Regions from separate parts of the Mus musculus genome. Here region 2 is linked to region 1. The links are chromatin contacts, called in public HiChIP or PLAC-seq maps. All regions are on one chromosome and are shown on one strand. The core of a region is the stretch at or near the end of the contact, and the rest is flanking DNA. Distances in the headings are between cores, read along the strand shown. Region 1 overlaps Elovl2 (elongation of very long chain fatty acids (FEN1/Elo2, SUR4/Elo3, yeast)-like 2). Region 2 holds the start of Smim13 (small integral membrane protein 13).

Region 1 (2,700 bases), core at 97-2,596:
GATGAGCTGCCAGAGCACCAAGAAAGGGAAAGAGATCAACACCAGGATGCAGCGATACTGAACAACACATCCCAACAAGGCTGCGGTGATACGGAATGACACATCCCAACTAACGTCACCTCGTACTCAGGGCAGAAGCAGTCCCGAATCAGACCCAGTTTTGTCCTCCAGCACTAGCAAGGGATCACCACTCACAGTGAGCAGATCCCAGCACGTGTTTTTGTCTTCTAACTGTTCAGGTCACCCCAAAGCTGTCTGTTTCTACAATATAGTGAAGTTTCCTCACATTTGTTTATAACTCTAATCTTTTCAGTTTCAATAATCCTATGAGATGTACATTATAATTTTATAGATATTTAAAGAGGTCAGACACTCCTTGTATTTTTTTTAGTGTCTGTGTTACTTGATAATCAAATAATTTGCGTGACTACCTTCCCCACTATTCTCTAACAAAAAGCAGGTCATCTAGCCATCTTTGTCCCATTCCCAGAGAAAGCGAGACAGTGGTGATGAGCGATGTGCTCAGGGCCACAGCCAAGCAGTGGTGGGCACATCACTGCAACTCAGAGTTCCTAATTCATTCTTTTCTGTTCTTTCTGTGACATGAGAAAACATGCCTCACTGAAAATCCTACAAAAGCAGCTCTCTCCCTGTAACAATTTTAAATTCTAGAAGATAAAGTTTTCCTGGACGAGGCCAAGCCTAGAATTTTCCTCTGCCTTAACGTTACTGATGTCTAAGCAACTGATGTTTGGAGCCTTGGCCTCGTCACTGTCCAGATGTAGTTGGTGTCTCTCTCTTCTCACAGCAGCATCATCAGGTAATGTGGTTCCGAGGGTCAGTAAGGCCATCGAGTGCAGAAACTCGGAGTTTCCCAAGGCACTCTAGTATGGACCAGGTCCTGGCAGCCTCCTGGGCTTTCTGCTCATGTCCCTGATGCCCACCTGCTGCAGGCTGGAGACCCAGGATCCCAGAAAGGATAAGTGAGGGTAAGTATGTTTATTGTGTGTGCTGGTGCAGTTTTCAGACTAAGAAAGCTACATTGCATACAGATATTTAAAACACCTGAAGGATGAGAGCTGTAGCTAAAGGGTTAAGACACACACACACACACACACACACACACACACACACACACACACATACATACATACATTTGCTTTCTATACTAACAGTGCAGTGTGACCCTTAGCGTGAAGACCAGGATATTCTGTTTGTCAGGCTGTCATCGATCCTGTTCTACCTTTCTAACCACTTGGTAGCTGTAGCAGAATTAGGAAGCTGCCTCCTGGGCTATTCACAACCCTCTAACTGGCTTGTGTACCAGAGTCATCTAATCTGACCTTTGTACTGAAAGAAATTAAACAAGCTTGTCAAAGAAGAGTAGCCTTAAGCTGGTGTGAACGCAGTAACTCCAAACCTCACCTGAAGTCAGTTTATTGGCTTCAGCCCGCCCTCTTCACCTCAATCCAAACTACTTGCAGCTGCAGCCTGCATGCAATGCTGTGGGTTTCCAGGCTTGCTCCTGGTGTGTGTGTGTGTGTGTGTGTGTGTGTGACACACACTTTTATTCCCAGCATTCAGGAGGCAGAGGTAGATGAACCTCTCATGAATTCAAGGCCAACCTGGTTTATATAGTGAGTTCCAGGAGAGCCAGTGCTACATAGAAAAAGTCTGTGTTAGAAGAACTAAATCCATCACTTTATCTGACCAGCTTACACCTACTATACTAAATACACTTTAATAAAGAACCTACAGTTGTCTTTCTGTGTCAGAAGACGTAGTGGCCCCTGTGTGCTAAGATACTGAGACTGTTTATACAGCTTCTCTCTCCACAGATTCCACCCACCAGCACTTCATTTCAGTCACTATGGCAATAGCTAATGGCTACTATTAACATGGCGAACATTAGCTAGTGCACAAGTTAGGTCACAGTGAGAAACCTGCATTTTAAGACAAGCATGTACCGCCTTTTAAAACTCATGGACAGTGGGAAAGTCCGACATGGTGCATCATTACTACCCATTTATAACCTTTATGGATGGGTGGCTTCATCCTAATTTTTCCTTAAAAATGACTGGTTTTGTCTCTTCTTTATTTTTTGCTAGAGCAAGTTGAATACTTTCAGATTTCTCCTGGTATTGGGCAAAGTGGCCATTGCCTCTGCCTTTGGTTTGATGCTGTGCAGGCTGAGAAGCAGCTAAAGGGTGAAGGCTTGTAGGCAGCTGGAGCCGACTAGCGTCAAGCCAGCCTTGCCAGCACATTCCAAAGACTGGGTAGGACTCTGCACGGGAGCATCTGCATCTCTGTACATGAACTTGTACACTAACTGCATGTGAAACTTGACCTTTACAATACAGAGTACTCTTCTAAGCCTTAGATTCATACTGTATATAAAGGAAGAAAAGTATAAGACATGACCTTCCAAAGCCCTTTCAAGCCAAGTCACGATTCTAATTTTAATTTGGCTAAGGAACACAGAAATAGGCCCAAACTCAAGTTGAACAAGGGCTTCTGACACTTTGGATAGGCAGAGCATCAGTGCGAGAACAACGTTCTCAGGTTCTGGCAGGGTAGAGAAGCAGTAACTGCAACCTTGCACAGCTCTGGAAGGTCCACCTAACCAGTTCTCAAACTCAGATGCGTGCTGAGTGAAGCAAGCCAGAGTGCAGGCCACAGCCACTTACCTCCACCAGCATA
Region 2 (2,700 bases), core at 53-2,552, 57 kb after region 1:
CTTCTGACAGAAGAGGACATCGGATCTCATTACGGATGGTCATGAGCCATCATGTGGTTGCTAGGATTTGAACTCAGGACCTTCGGAAAGGGCAGTCAGTGCCATCTCACCAGCCCCTGCCATGGCTTTATCCTTGGCACCTCAAAGAAGTCCAGAGCACACAGAAGTGTTTGTTGTATGTGAATGAAAGAGAAGGTAAAAAGGTCTGGATTCTTCCTGATTTCTTTTGAACTAGATCTATTCAAATGTATTCCTTTCAACCAGATTGTAAATCAAACGTGCTCCGTTATGCAAGTGAGTTGGATCATCTGCTAAAAATGAATAAGTTGATTTCTAAATTTATTGCATCGAGCTCAACTCTCTCCACAGGAACTGTATATTAAATCTTGCGCAAAGCCAGTAATGCCTTGATGTATTTTTATGCTGCGTCTTAGCTGGAAAGCAGTTTACACAGTAGGGCATCTGGGAATGGCTAGCACAGAGTTGCAGTGGAAGGCGAAAGCCTTGATTTCTCAGGGAGGAAAGGGCTGATCACCTCTTGCGTTAACAGATGTGGCAGAACTGGGAGTTTTAATTTCAAATAGAAAAAAAGGACTTGAGATAAATACCTTGTTTTTCAGAAGTTAGTTCAAGCAAATGTGGCAAAACCTTTGGCTGTTGGCCAGATGTTGCTTGAATTAAAGGAGACAACAGAACGAAACTTGCTAAACAGGTAGGTGAATTAAGAGCACAGATGTCTCTAAGTCACTCACCAGTTACTTCTGAAGCGTACTATCTGTGAAAACACAACACAACATCTGTTGCTGGGGGAGGGGGAAGGCTTTCCAGATTCTGACGTCAGGGGACTTATTTCCTCACAAGTAACTAACCTTTGCCGGGAGCAATAGGTTGGGTTCAAGTACAACCTGTTTTTCAGGCAACAGCCATCCTCTTTTCCCTTTTGCTCACTAAAACCAATTTTGTATTTGAATTAACGGCTGAAATGTAACTGGCACCTCGGCAGGGAGACAGTCCGACGCACAGTCTTGAGAACAAGAATCAGCAGTCTCTAAGTTGGAGGTGGCGGCTCAAGAACACCAAAGGCACAGGGGACGGGAAAGGAGAGCAAGGAGAAGCCGGAGCAGCGTTGACTCCTGGGAGTGGTAGTTCGTTGCTGGGCGGAGACCTGGAGCTCTCGCCGATCTTTGCACTACATTACCCAGCAGGCCTCGCGCAGCGGCTGAGTCGCTGCGGAGTGGGTGCTTGGTGATGAGCTACCGCGGGGGAGGGGGCGGGGAGCGGAGGAGCAGCTGCAGCGGCCTCGGGGAGTGGTTGACATCTGGCGTCTCCGAGGGAGGAGGGGGACCTCGAGTGAGCTGCAGCCAGGGCCTGGCGTTCGCCGCGCCACCTCCAGATCACTCTTTCCCCGCCTCGACGTCCGCCATGGCAGCGCGTCCGTCCGTCGCCGGCCTCTCCGCTCGCCGTGGCTCCGGCTCCCCGGAGCGATGAGGAGGCGGTAGTGGCGTCCCAAGGCCCGCTCCACCAGCGACTCGGTCGCCCCGGCCGGGGGCAGGTCTGAGGGCCGGTCCCGTCGCGGCCCGCCCCCGCACCGCCAAGTTCCGCCCCCTGGGGGCGCTGCCCTCGGGCACCCGCGGTCCATGCCGCCCCGCCGCTCTGCCGCCCGCCGCTGAGCCCGCGCCCACCCCCCAGCTCTCAAAATGTGGCACAACGTGGGGCTGACCCTGCTGGTGTTCGTGGCCACGCTGCTGATCGTCCTGTTGCTGATGGTGTGCGGTGAGTGGGGGGTAACGCCGGGGGCGGTCGGGAAAGCTCGCGTGGACAAGTGTCCACGGTGATCACCTCGGTGGTCTCGGTGGCCACCGGGCTCCCAAGACCGAGTTTAGAGGAGTCATGCCTCTTGCTCAGGGCAGGTCGCCCGGGCATCACGAACCTTCAGGCTCAGCGAACCTTCAGGTCTGGCATCCTGACTCGAGGTAGAAGCACGTTTCTGCTTCCCCGGCAGGTTTGTCCTTGGTTGCCATAATGCCACAGCCTACCCAGATCTTTCACCGTGGCCTGTATTCGAAGGAGCAGTGATCGGTTTCATCTTTTTATTTGGATGTTCTGAACCTAGTGAGAGATTTCATCACCTTTTGGGTTTCCAGCGCACGTGAAGCTGTTTGTTTACTTCCAAGTTCAGGCTTTAACCAAATTCCCAGCCTACTTGATAATGGGCAGAGCCAAAAAAAAAAAAAAAAAAAAAAAAAAAAAAAAAAAACACCACTGGCGGTAATAAACTTCCAGGGTCAGGGAACCTTATCTTGGTTCTGCTGTCCTGGGGCTGTTTGGTCTGCTGCTGTGTACTTCTCTTCCCAGGAGGGAAGGAACGTTAAACTGTTCTCATGGCGTGTTTTCCATCCCTCTTAATTCGTTATGCACATAGCTGATAACCACAGGTCTCAGCCAGGAGACTGAACAATTGTGAGAGTTTGGAGAGTATTTCAAATAAATGACAGTAAGCACTGGTATTTAGAAGACCAAGTATGGGTTTGAAGTGATGGAGTATTGGGTTAAAATTTTATAAATACTGTAAAGCTTATTCTTACATAGTTAATGCTCAGTCCAGTAGCTATATTTGGAAAGATATGCACTTACATATTTAGACACCTATATGTGTATTTAAATTTTGTCAGTAATGCTGACTGAACCGAAGGCTTCACA

Evidence for each region. HiChIP or PLAC-seq counts read pairs in DNA pulled down with a chosen protein or histone mark.
Region 2: a contact with region 1 is called in an H3K27ac HiChIP or PLAC-seq map of hepatocytes, with 3 times the contacts expected there. The contact joins the promoter of Smim13 here to the enhancer-like site in region 1. A contact is called at or near these places in 8 of 484 Hi-C or Micro-C datasets (Sertoli cells and liver), 2 of 115 datasets of contacts at active chromatin or transcription factors (hepatocytes and liver) and 1 of 9 other capture datasets (embryonic stem cells).

The regions. Positions count from the first base shown.
Region 1 is chr13:41,191,960-41,194,659 of GRCm38.p6, forward strand. It overlaps Elovl2 (elongation of very long chain fatty acids (FEN1/Elo2, SUR4/Elo3, yeast)-like 2), which reads right to left. Exons shown (of 8, transcript NM_019423.2): 3 at 2,688-2,700; 4 at 1-6. Among named protein-coding and RNA genes, the nearest start is that of Elovl2, 27 kb to the right of the region's middle. Within about 2 kb of position 1,347, at least 2 of the 459 cell types and tissues checked have an H3K27ac peak or open chromatin away from gene starts, as enhancers often do. A contact at or near this core is called in hepatocytes, where this site is marked.
Region 2 is chr13:41,248,542-41,251,241 of GRCm38.p6, forward strand. It overlaps Smim13 (small integral membrane protein 13), which reads left to right and starts at 1,303. Exons shown (of 2, transcript NM_001135577.2): 1 at 1,303-1,773. The coding sequence starts at 1,698.